2 separate regions of the Mus musculus genome follow, and region 2 is linked to region 1. Evidence: chromatin contacts called from public HiChIP or PLAC-seq data. All regions are on one chromosome and are shown on one strand. Each heading gives the region's core, a stretch centred on a gene start, on an enhancer-like site or on the middle of the called end of the contact. The rest is flanking DNA. Distances are from core to core; before and after follow the strand shown. Region 1 overlaps Arid1b (AT rich interactive domain 1B (SWI-like)). Region 2 has its middle 9.8 kb from the start of Snx9.

What was found. HiChIP or PLAC-seq counts read pairs in DNA pulled down with a chosen protein or histone mark.
Region 2: a contact with region 1 is called in an H3K27ac HiChIP or PLAC-seq map of microglia, with 7 times the contacts expected there. The contact joins two enhancer-like sites.

Annotation. Positions count from the first base shown.
Region 1 is chr17:5,204,277-5,210,720 of GRCm38.p6, forward strand. All of the region lies in intron 4 of Arid1b (AT rich interactive domain 1B (SWI-like)), which reads left to right. The region is part of intron 2 of Gm34854 (a long non-coding RNA gene); the gene reads right to left. Among named protein-coding and RNA genes, the nearest start is that of Gm34854, 17 kb to the right of the region's middle. Within about 2 kb of position 2,700, at least 90 of the 459 cell types and tissues checked have an H3K27ac peak or open chromatin away from gene starts, as enhancers often do. A contact at or near this core is called in microglia, where this site is marked.
Region 2 is chr17:5,828,162-5,834,788 of GRCm38.p6, forward strand. No RefSeq gene overlaps it. Among named protein-coding and RNA genes, the nearest start is that of Snx9, 9.8 kb to the right of the region's middle. Within about 2 kb of position 1,865, at least 78 of the 459 cell types and tissues checked have an H3K27ac peak or open chromatin away from gene starts, as enhancers often do. A contact at or near this core is called in microglia, where this site is marked.

The DNA.
Region 1 (6,444 bases), core at 1,450-3,949:
ACACGGCTGATGGCTCTGCTTTGCAGACTTATTGATCCCTCGTTCCTACTTGGTGTCTTCACTACTGAACTAAAACCCAGCTTCTTCCCGGGAGCCCACGCCTGGCAAAGGCCTGTGAACAGACGCGTTGTCCTGGAGTGGGCTGCAGTCCATGCTAGATGCCTGCTGTTAGAGATGCATGGGGAGGGCAGAGTGCACAGGCGCAGAGCAAAGGGAAGTCTTTCTAGATGGCTGGACCCTGGGCTGGGTTCTGAAGGCCTGGATTATACAGAGACCTCGCAGGAGCAAGGAAGGAAGGAGTGCTACTTTGGGTCAGGATAGCTGTGGAAAGCCTTTTCATCTCATATATGTACATGAGGAGCCACACTGGAGCAGCCTGAGTTCATTGTCAGGGGTCTGAGGTGTAGAGTAGGTGCCATTGAGGTGGGTGGGGACCTGCAAGCATGTGCCGGGCTACGCTCACCTGACTCTTTCCTGCTCTGCACCTTCACAATCACATTCAAAGCTGGTGTATTTGTGTGACCTGCCAGTCAGTGTACTTACGGGCTATGGTTACGCTAATAAGGTGAGGTGACTACCCCATCAACTCTATTCAGGGCGGTAAACGCACTAAGATTGTGCATCACAATGAAAAAGAAAATATAAATTTATACCTAATACATATATGCTATAAGTTTATATGTTAAAAGCTTAATGTGTTTTTATATTTCATGTTAGAAATTACTAAGTATTATAATTCTGAGCACAATTAATTCAGTATTTATAATATTTAACACAAGACCGTCGTCTTCTGAATCTTTGGTTTTGTATTTAATTCCCAGCATGCATGCAGAATATTCACTGCATAGTTAATAAACTTGTGATCTTATCTCTAGGACCCACTGTATTTATAACTGCAGTAAAAGGAGGGAGGATTAGTGAGCCAGCATCTCTGGTGCACCACCCACTGGCCGGTCGCTTGCCTTCTGCAATGTGTGGAACCAGTCCAGCCACATTACGTTTATAGCCCTAAATTTCATTTATAAGAACCTTTTCCTAATAAACTGTCCAGATCTGCAGAGTGTTTTAGATGCTTTTTATTTTTGCAGATCTATAGGACTTGTAAAAGTTTTTGAAGACTTGTGTCTTTAAAAACAAATGTCTTCTGGAGCTTAGCCAATGTGCCTCGGCTTGAAACTGTGCCTCACTATTTAGGAAATGTCAGTGTTCAGCGCCAGTCACAATCAGCAGCCTTCCTGTTAGAATTGCTGAAAAGAGTGAAGACGGCTGCCTCACTTGTAGACTTGTAGGTAGCTCGTTTGTACTGTCTCTGCGAGGACATAGCCCCCTCCGGGTCCACAGCAGTGGCTGACCCACATACATCTGGTTTTTCTTTTCTTTTTCTTTCTTTGTTACTTTATTTCATTTTTTTGTTTTCAAGTATTCACTTATTGTATTATTCCCTTAGTGTAGGCCAAACTAAAACCTGTAAGCTTCATATTAGTTCAGATGACATTCAGTGTCACTGGCCAAGGTCTCAACTGTGTGGACACCCAGAGATAAGAAATTTTTGCGTCTGAATATGATGACTAGTACCTGGGAAAATCATATAAAACGAACCCGATTGTTAGGAATGACTGGAAAGTAATATTCTTCAGGTCTTCTCGTGGCGCACAGCTTCCTTGTGCTTACGTGTTACCATCACATGAGTGCTGCTATATTGCTTACCAAGGCTCATCTCAAAAAGAACTCAAAGGCTTGCGGCACTTTGAGGGATGGGGGAAGTGTCACAGAGTTCCAAACTTTTAAGTAATTTCAGATTTCTTAAGGTTTTCATTTTTATTTGTATAATTAAGATGGTTGATTAATTTTTAATTGTGGGTATTTTTACAAACAAGCTTCACAGTGAATAGAAATGCCTTACTAATAAGCCATGGGCCACACCTGTCTTCACTAGTGGAGGGAAACTGCGACCTAGGGACAGTTTTGATCAAACTGGTTCTCGGTTCTCTATTGTTCCTAGTACTTGATGTGTGCGTGCACACACAAACACTGTTCCTCCTTACCACTTCGCTTTTTATATTATTTTGGCAATAATTTTTAGTACTTGTTTGGGGCACCTAAAATTGATTGCTATGAAATACAAAAGGCCAAGTAAGTTAAAGTAACCATGAATAGGGGTTTCGAGTAAATCCTGAGTGTGATTAGCTCCATGTGTGGCTCTTTATGCACATCTGGTTGAATAGACGTTAAAGAAGAAGATGGCCTCTAAGGTCAAAGTGGCTATCCACTTAAGAGACCCAAAGTACGCCATCCCCTCTGTCTCCTTCTGAGCCCACACCTTCCTAAATTCTTCTAGACTCTGTGTTCCTTACCCCCTGCACCTCAGTCACGTCTGAGGCCTAGCCGCTCCTCCTGTCCTCTCTTCCATGTGCTTCTGTGGGGTTTGCTTCCTGTGGGTCTGCACCGTTACCGCCTTCATCACTCATTTGGAATTTCTCCTGAGCCACCTTCCTTTTGCACTGTCGTTTGTGCAGGAGAGCCGGCATGATGAGGGAGGCCTGGCCCAGTTATGTCGTGTGGCCTTTTGTTCCCAGCAAGAGTGTTCACTTAGAGACTTCATTTTGTCTGTTCATTGGCTCGCATGGGTAACAGTAAATGTGTGTTAATGATTGCTCAAGAGGTCCGATTGTGTAATGGTTGTGATTTTCAGTCTCGGGACTGAAAGCCTTGTCAGGGCCTATCGCTGATTCATTCCTGTCTCACTGCCTGCCCGTTATGTGGGTCAGTATAGAGTGTGGTGGTTTTTTTCACTTGCGCCTCAGAGCCACTAAAAGGAAGACTACCCACTGGGTGTTTGCTGAGTGAGGAGAGTTGACCTGGCTGCTTGTGGTCTGTCTTCATTTAGATAAATACATGTGTTAGTCAAGTTCTACACTACTATTCATTGACCTCGCCGGGCTTCGTTCTACTGCGCTCCATTCACAGAACTATCTGTGTCTCTGCATCTTTTGTGTTTTTGTGGGAATGCAAGGAACAACCTCAATGGAATCTGCTCCCCGAATTCTGCAAAAGAGAATGGGGTTCCACCTTCATCTAAAAGTTACAAATAACAAAGAGGTTAATCTGTAAAATGTCACCAAACAGAAGTAAACTTTAGATTGTTTTTCAAAATAAGGTATGTTTAATTGTGAAAATCTGTGTAGGCTAGCGATTATATTTGCCCACAATTTAAGTCATATTTGGGTTTATCTCAGCCTGGTCATTATAAACTATTCTGAAATAATCTATATTTCACATCCTTCATATACAAGCAGATGTTATGACAGAATACATGAATGTCACAGGTGAGGATAAAACAGCAATGACACCAGCAACCAGTGAGAATAGGGTGAAGTTATTGTGCCAATTCACATAAAAGGCATCTGGCTAGAACTCACGAGACGCCCTTTGCTCCCAGTCTTTCTGGGTTTTAAGCATCTTAGGACTTGTCTGCACTCAGTGTACAAGTTGGACATTAGATCTATGAATTAATCACATATGTAGCCATGCAAGTTCAAATTAATACAATTTAACTAAAATTAAATATCCCTTGAGTTTGGCCAGCAACACTTCAGTAGTTAGCCTGCTAATGGTGGCCATAGAGAGCACAGCCATGCTCTGTGAGCCAACTTACTCCCAAAGTAAAGGACGCAGATCACTTCTGTGACACTTTGCCACAATGTATTTCACAGAAGTAGCTAATGGCTGGCCGTGAGGAGGTAAGTAGAGGACTAACAGACTCCACGGTCGGCGCGTGATGCAGGCAAGTAGAGTGGATGTTGCGTCAGCCATGAAACACAAGCATGTCAGTGCCAGCTGGACAAACATTGTGTCTCGTGGGCCACCCTCACAGTGTTGCTGGTTTAGAGTAAAATTCTGGGTATTGTTGCATCCAATTGCAAAGTGTACCAGCTTGTTAAAGACAGATGTCCATTCACCTTTCTTTGAAGTTACTTTAGTACCAATTCTTCCACACCCTTGCTGTCATCCCAAGATGAGCTTTGTAATGAGTTTCCTGGATAACTCTGTGGATGTGACTGTAACGCCGACCGAGGAGTGTTTAAAGTAACAGTGCCCTTGAAATCAAGCCATAAGCTCTTTTACATTTCTTACACGTTCACAGGACTCAGTAGGAGGGGATGGCTTTGGTGTTTCTAATTTAACTGAAATGCTGACATCTGTTAGAAATTCTTACGGATACAGAGGACCAAGTTTCCTCCCTGTTGCTTGGCCATTGAGCCTAATTTAAAGTGATAAATGTATGAGTCCTTTCTTCTGCCATCTGCTGGTCGCTGAGACACTTACAGCTTGAGTCTCAGCTAAAGGTGCATTACTGGTTTGGAGGGTGGTTTGTTTACACTCCCCTGCAGGGTTTGATGCAGTGCTGCTCACCAGGTTTCATCTCTTGTTAGGGGCTATCTCAGCCTACTTTTCAACTCTGACTTTATAGGAAGGCATGAATGTAAAATGTAGAAAAAACACAAATTCTGAAAGCCAACTTATTTGAAATTCAGAGGGTAAGAGACATACTTGTTAGAAAATGTTAGAAAGTGGACCAAGGGCAACTTATCCCCACTTGAACATTGCCAATACATCAGCTGAGAAAACAGCTGATTCTTAAAAAAAAAAAAAAAAGACCATAGGGCTAGGGAGATGGCTCAGTGGTTAAGCGCACTGACTGCTCTTCCAAAGGTCCTGAGTTCAAATTCCAGCAACCAAATGGTGGTTCACAATCATCTGTAATGAAATCTGACTTCCTATTCTGGAGTGTCTGAAGATAACTACAGTGTACTCACATATAATAAATAAATAAATATCATAAAAAAACTAAGTCTCAGCTAAGTGACATAAGATGTTTTGATTTTAATTTTTGAGACAAGGTCTTACAATGTAGCCCTGGCTATGTAGACCAGGCTAGCCTTGACCTTTCCCTGGCTGTGTAGACCAGGCTTGCCTTGATTGCAGGCCTTCTTTCTGCCTCTGCCTCCCAAGTGCTGGGATGACACTGTCTGGTAAGCCTTGAGGGACACCATGAGGGAATGTCTGAAAGACCTTAGACCTAATTTCGGGATTTGTATTACATATGGAGTAAAGAGTTTTGCCTGCTAACTCACAATAAAGACTACTTGTCTAGGAGTTTAACTGTCTCTGTCTGTCTCTGTCTATTCCCCCTCACCCCAAAGACATCTTATTCAATAAAGTCAGGCAAGGCATTTTAAGAGAGAACAGTATAGGAATTTCATTTTCTGCCACCCCTATCTCCTTTCCAAATGTCTTAAAAGCTGCCTTGACTGATTCTAGAGTCTTGCTCAGTTATTTTTCCCCCTCAGAGAAGAGTAACCGAAAATATTATTCTGAGTTTTTCCACCATGAAGGCCGAGAGGTCAAGCCGCTGACCCTGTGTCCTCTCTAGTAACAAAGGCAGGCAAGAACCCACATCCCTGCTCCAAAGTTCTTAGCTCTTGGTTCTCCAAGTCGAGAATCTTCACATTAAACTGCATCTTAGAATTGTCAGTTGTCCGGTGTTGGTAATTTGGCACGCTCCACCTAGTGTATTAAGCCTCCCATCGACGGTTTCGAGCCAGCAAACAGTGGAATAATTCTTAAATTGTTCATCCCAGATATGTGTGCAGTTTTGAAGTACTGGGGCATCACCAGTTGTGTGCAGGTTTGGTGTGGCAGGAAACTACCCAGTAGATGGCTCAGGTTAGTCAAAGATGTATGCTGTATCTATCCACAATATGCAAGAAGTCAGAGCTAGCTTGACCAAGTGGTTCTTGTGTGGTGTAAATTCCCTTTCTCAGAGGATTTTCTTTCCCGGTCTGGTAGGTGGCAGGCATTTGATATACCTATCCTGAGTCTCCTGGGTACCATGATGCAAGTGCGCCTTTGACCAATGAGGTCTTTTCATGGGGAGGGGGCAGTGGTGGAGGTAGGCCTATCCCTCATGTAGTTAGAGGCTGACCGACTCTGGCTTTCCCTGGGGACATGATCTTGGCAGTATGTTTTGAGGGCTTGATTTTCTAGTGACAATAACAACATGTATCTTCTGTCACACTTACTTGTTGGTCTTACACAACTGGGGGTGGGTTTCAGTGGAGAGGTCCCTGATTAATAGCATTGCTATTAATAGCATTGCTATGACCACGCCAGTTACATCACCAGGCTGCTTTCTGTGCTGCAAGGCAGGAGAAGGGAAGATCCTGGAGAAGATGGGAGCCAATATTGTGCGTCTTTTAGCGTCTCTCCAGTACCAAGCTGAAACCAGCTGTTTCTCTATGGTGAAGCTGTTCTCCTCCCTTCCCCATGACTGCAGTTTGGCTTCTTCCCAAGCTGTGTCAGTTTTTCAAGTCAGTTGAGAATGTCAAAGTGGCTGGTGTTGAAAGAGCCAATATGTTGGAAAATCCTTGAAGCCAAGTTGAA
Region 2 (6,627 bases), core at 615-3,114, 620 kb after region 1:
GCTGTTTAAGTTGCAGATCAGAGGGGAAAAGACAGCCTACACACTTAGTGACAACTGACTAACCCCGTTTAAGAAACTGAAAATGAGTTCGCCTCACCAAGCACAAAAACAACCGCATGGGAACTTCAATATCAACACAGCTGTTGTTAGGGATCCTATCGATGTGTTGTGCATGTGTGCGAGGGAAAGGAACAAAGAATCCGGGGTGGAAGAGCACCGGCGAAATTCTAAAACCTCTCTGGTCTAAACCCCATCCAGTGATTGCCCTTCGCTTCTAAGGTCGGACCCAGTGGGACAGCTGAGGTTTCATGTGATACCTGCCGCTAGCCCTAGCATAGCTGCTGCCAGTCCGTAGCCCTGCAGTGCGCCCTCACCTCCCCCCCCACCCCCGCACCCCATCCCCCAACCCCAAAGACTCTGAAAGGCTCTATGTTCTCTCACCACACAAACTAATCCTGGCTTTGAAAGTCAGAAAGAGATCTGGTTCTCAATGCAAAGCAAGCAGAGGCTAGTGGGAGGAGGAGGGCCCTCTGCCAGGAAGACAGGACACATCAACAGGGGACCACAGAGCCTCTCCTGGGGTGCTCAGGAGGTCTCAGGAATCACCTGCCACATCTTTCAAGTCCCGTCGCGGTCAGCAGATGCTGTCAAAAGAGAAGATTACAACCTATGTAACCTGAACGTCTTTCCTGGTGTTTATTTGCAATCCTAGGCAACTTCTCATTTTATAAATATAAACTGAATATTCTGACAAGCTGAGGTGTGTGTATTTGTGTGTGTGTGGGTGAGTTTAAAGACAGAAAAGGGCAGAGGAAAGGGGAAACAGAACAAAAGGCTGATTGGTCATTTTAAGGTCACTTCCTGTGTCAGAATTTGTAAGATAGGTAGAGACTCCCTTATCAGGCTGGCCGAATCCCCTTATTGAGTTTGGCCTTTGTCTTCTTGGAAGCTCAGATAAAGCAGCTGTGGCTCAGCTGTGCAGGACTTCAGTATGAACTTCGGTTTAGTTTGCTGGACCTAGGACGTCAGTTCAGGACAAACCAATAGCTGCCTATGGACTCTATTGGTCATCTCAAGTTTTTTTGTGAGGAGCCATTTCAGGGTAGAGCCATCATAACCCTTCTGTGAGAAGATGTCACCAAACACAGAAGAGCCTTTTAAACAGTCTCCTCACCAGAGTGGGCAGCCAGCTTGACCTCTGTACCCCTGTGGGATTTGCCTTCCAAAGCACAGGATCTGCCCTCTACCTGTCTTTTTAGCCTGAGTGTTACACAGCAGCCTCGGTCCCAGGAAACCTGGTTTTCCTGACACCAGGAGCTATAACGTACTTGTTTATTTCAAAGTTGAGTCTTGTCCAAGCCATTCACAAACAAACAAACAAACAAACAACCCTGTTTTTCAAGATACGGCTTTAAATGTACCCTTTCTTAACACATCCTGATTCAGTCGCTCATAGGTGACAGAGAGCTCTTGTGTAGCCTGGGCCAGCTGGCGCTGCAGGAGTAAGGCCTGTACAGTCGAGGGATAGAGGCCAGGTGTTCCATTTAATGTGCCACACTGCTATCTCACAATCCCTAATATTTTTAAATAAGGGCCTCCAATTTTCATTTTACTCCAGCTCCCAAAATTCCACCTGTGTCTATCAGGAACAAAGCTTGCCCCATTAGGTCCCTCAGGCTACGCACATGGGACCTTGAGAGCATCTGAGTCCCCAGGGAGCTAACCACGCACAAAAGTACACAGCCCCCCTTCAGGATCACCTTAGTCTATTAAAGATGCTCCAGGCTGGCTTTATACAAGGAAGCAAACAGGACCTTTATCTCCCCTTAAACAATTACATTTGTCAAAACAAGATAGAGCTTGGGTTGGCCTTGGCGGTCAAAGTCTGGCTGCTGGTTAGTGCTGGGGACAGCTGTACTGGAGTCTGAGATGGGAAGTGTGCAGTTTGACCAATTCCTCCCAGCCAGTTCTGCTTTTATGGCTTCTGTATTCTTTACTTTTCTAACCACAGGTTCTAGGCAATGCAGGTGGCTCCCTGCTCCTACCGCACCCCCACCCTGCCCCCATGGCTCTTGTCTACATAACAGATCAATTGTGTCTGTAGGGAGAACAGAAGACACTGGTCTAACAAGCACAAAGAGCCGGTCAGCTGTCTCCAAGCTGTCACAATGAGTGGCTTCTTTACCTTGTCATAGTTTAAGCACTAAGAACACACAAAATACACAGTTGATGATTTCGCCGTCTCTACCATAACTCTTTACATACTGCTGTCTCTCAAAGACTGTACATAATGGTGCATAAAATGAAATAAAATGTACCTAATGAGCCAGATTCACCAGTATCAAAGCCAAGGTCTGAGCTGAGCAAGGCTCTTGTATGTATCTCCTCAGTGAATAAACACACACAGCTATCAACTGAAACCCACATCTTTATTTTCCAAGCAGTGGTATGGACAGATAGCAGCTAGATAGTGACTGTTTCTAAGAATCTTATGTTTCTGGAGTTATTAATATTCCCACACTCAAGCCACAGTGTACAGACAGGCAACTGTGCACATGAGCATGAACAAAATAAATAGAAAGTAACAAAATTTGCTTTAAAAAAGAAACAGAAAATTTTCTGAAGTATCTAAAAAAAATTTTTAAGGAACTGGAGTAGTGGCAATAGGCAGATTTGGCCAGGGGCTTCAGATGCGGCAGGCCTGAGACAGATCGAAAATTAGGAAAGGTCAGAGAAAGAGATGCCGGAGAGAAAGGTGCCAGACCTGAGCAGATGTGGGCAGCAGTGTGAATCACATGTGTGCTGGAAGCACCGTGTCGTGGATCAGCAGGACATGTGATAGAACTGAGAACTGCAGTGTGATATTGACAGCTGGGTGGCCCACTAGTTATGGCACTATTGATAACTGCTAGGATCTGTTAGGACAGAATACAGTGCATGCTCTTAATCCCAGCACTTGGGATGCAGAGGCAAATGGATCTCTGTGAGTTCAAGGCCAACCTAGCCTACTAAGCAAGTTCCAGGACAGCCAGGGCTATACAGAAAAACCCTGTGTCAAGTACCCTCAGTCCCCCAAAAAGAACAAAATGCCACTCCAGTCAAAGGTTGATCTTCAAAGAGACCCAGAGGGACCATCACTAGGCTGTAGACTGGATATTTGTCTTTCCCTAAAAGAAGGTTGTAGGAATTTCTGTTCTGATGTGGTAGTGTTTAGAGGTGGGTCCTTTGCTGTTTAGACTAAGTTATTCAGGAATAAGATGAGTGCCTTTTAAAAAAAAGAGGCCTGGGAGGAAAGCCACTCACTTCTGTAAGCCAATGACAGATTCGGAGAAAGGATAGCTTGTAAGCATCACTTGTCAATAAAAAAGCCAATGGCCAATGAGCCAAGGCAGGAAATAGGAGGTGGGACACTAGCAGGAAATGAGAGGATTCTGGGAAATAGCATAGAAGAGAGAGAGACTCAAGAGAGCCCCAAGGAGACACAAACCAGAGGTAGCTGGAACTCAAGCTAGAATAAAGAAGATTTGAGAGAGAGACAAAGGGAAAGACTGGAGCAAGACATGGAGGGAGCACAAAGGAAGAAGCAGGTGAGGACTGTGGATAGGTAACTAACCAAGTGGTAGACATAGAATAACTATGGATGGGTTAAATAACTCATGAGCAAGTCAAGGACTGAGCCAAAGAGTATGGCCTAGGCACTTAATAATAAACACTTAGTCTCAGAGTCATCCTTTCAGGGGCAGGGGCTGGGAGGAAACACAGACTTGATTTTTCTTTAACAATAGCTGTGTGTGAATCAGGAAGCAAGGCTTACTAGATACTAAGCCTGTCAGAACCTCGACTTTAGAAGTCCCAGTCTCTTACCTATATAAGAGATAAATGCCTGTTATTCATTAGTCACATAACCCACAATATTCTGTTACAGCAACCTGACCAGACTATGACAAAAATGGGTATTATGGATCAAGATCCTCCCTCCCTGCCACAGAATATCTTTTATCCCACTAGTGTCCACAGATTCTCCCCAGACATTTGAGTACAAAGAAGTCAAAATGAAGGAATACAGGCTCACATAGGCATTGAGGGGTAGAGATAAGTTTCAAGCTGTCAAGTGCGGGGCCTGGACGTCTGCTCCGGGTTCAGTACTCAGCAGTGGGTGACAGACAGTTCTTTCTGATCAGTGGTCTGAAGAACAGAGCTCTCTGGGACAAGGAATGTAATTCACACTGTGGGGCAGCTAAACCACATGTCCTCTACCCCACACTGGATATAGATCTGAGGGCTCGTTCTAGTCTATCTCCGATGGTCCAATTGAAGCCGGATCCCAGGATACAGCATGGGTCCTGTAAGCCAGTCTTAGCATTGCTTCCCTAATCAAATTCCAAACCCAACAAAGCATTTAGTGCGGACCAGACCCAGGAACAAACAGTTTCTGCCCTAGTTTTCATTGTGAGCCAGCTCTCTGCCCACCATGTATGCAGCTTGAGAGTTGTCATGTTGCTCCAGCTGTTTCTATGGACCCTTCCAGGCCCGTTCAAATGCTAACAATCCTGAATGGACATTCTGGCCCATTACTATTCATGACCCTGTGTTTCTCAGATATCAGGATGAGCAGGGTGGGGAAGGGAGAGAGACTCAGAGTGCGGCAAAGGTGAAAAACGGCCAGCCTCACTCCATCAAGACAAAGCAAAAAGCTGTACATGTATCCACCACTGTCAGCTAGCCTAAGACCCCGGGGGAACCTTACAGGAGACTAAGCTCTCTGCTCACCTGCACTCATAACACTAGCCCCTCTTTTACTCCAGTGCACTCTGAAAGCACTAGGAACATTTGTGGTTTATCCTCCCTTCTTCACTCTGCAGACAAGTTCAAAGACAGCCACAGTCTTTTATCTCCAATGCCTGTAACCGCACCAGGGCACCAGGTGACTCCTTAATGAGGAACAGTCCCGGTTTATTTTCAGGGTCACCAAATCTCTTAGTGACTGTTCTTTCATAATAAAACACCATGACCAAGGCCACTTAGAAGGGAATATTTCTTGGGCTTGTGGTTCCAGAGGGTTAGGAGCCATGGGGGGTGGGGGTGGGGTGGGGTGCAGTTTGGTGAACTGACTACCAAGCATTCAAATGCCATGCCTAGGGGCCATCTCATTCAGATCACAATGAGATGACCTTAGCAAACTCATGGCACAAGGTGGGAAGAAGAAGTGGACAGACACCTTCCATGTGCAGGATCTAGGCTGTCCGCCACAGTCAGCAGTACCCCTGCCCTTCCAAGCTTCCTACCACGGTGGCCCCTTGTTCCTTTCACATCAATTGAGCTGCACTTAGTTGGACTTTGAGTTACTACAATGAATGCACAGACTAATTTTGACCAGAGAGGGAAAAAAGAATTATTATAACTAATATATACCATTGATATATATAGATATGGCAACTCTTATGTGGACTGCTATCTTGATTACTTTCCTATTATGGTGATAAAACAACATGAATAAGGCAACTTAACAAAGAAAGTATTTAATTTGGGGCTTACAGTTTCAGAGCATTAGAGTCTATGGTGGCAGAATAAAGGCATGATGGCTGGAACCCACTAAGTGCTTACATCTTGATCCACAAGTTGGAGGGAGGGAGGGAGAGAGACTAGGGCATAGCATGAGTCTTTGAAACGTCAAAGTCGACCTCCTCCAACAAGTCCACACCTCCTCCATAAAGGCCACACCTCCTAATCCTTCCCAAACAGTTCTACCAAAGGAGAACCAAGTATTTAAACATATGAGCCTATAGGACCATTCTCATTAAACTAAAATTATGTTCTGCAATCCATGCAACAACCTGAGGTAGGTACCATTTTTATTTCATTTTACAGTTCAGGAAACTGAGGTGAAGTAGGTATCTTAGATGTGCACAGATCTCGTCTAAGCACAGGACCCCCTACAGCTAGCTGTCTAGGTTGCACACTCAAGAACACCAGCCTGATGCTGTCTGTAAAGGAGATACAATGCTGGAGAGGCAAGGACTGTGGCTGTAGCCTGATCTCTCCTTCTGCATGGTTAAAAGGAAACAAAGTAAATAGAGAGGCTCTGCTGCTCTAGCTCTTCTTTTACAAAGTGGCATCCTATAGGGAGCAGGAGCTTGCAGCAAGTACAGCCTACGGTGTCCCCCACTGATGGCACTGCAGATGAGATGCTTCCATTTGCCATGTCTGGCTCAACGCCCAGGGCTCTGGAGCAGGCTCAGGAAGGGGCACCAGCAAAGAGATCTCACACTCAAAGAAAGGCAGGAAAAAAGAGGTGCAAATGGGTGGCCAAAGGGGGACTAGGGGACTTTGCTCAGCATAATGAGTACCCCTCCCTCAGTATGCATGGGTTGGCTTTATAGTTTGGAATAAGACACCGGTATTCTGGGAAGCTGGGCCTGATGAGAGAAAACGTCAGTTTGTCATGGTCTGAATCCGAATTGTCCCTACAAGTGCTAGGGGTCAGGGGTTCGGTGGCTAGAGGCAGGGCACAGAGCCTCTTCCCTTAACTCATGGTCTAGGATGGTGGTTCTCACGCTGTGGGTCTCGACTCCTTTGGGGGTCACATATCAGATATTCTGAATATCAGATATTTATATTACGATTCAT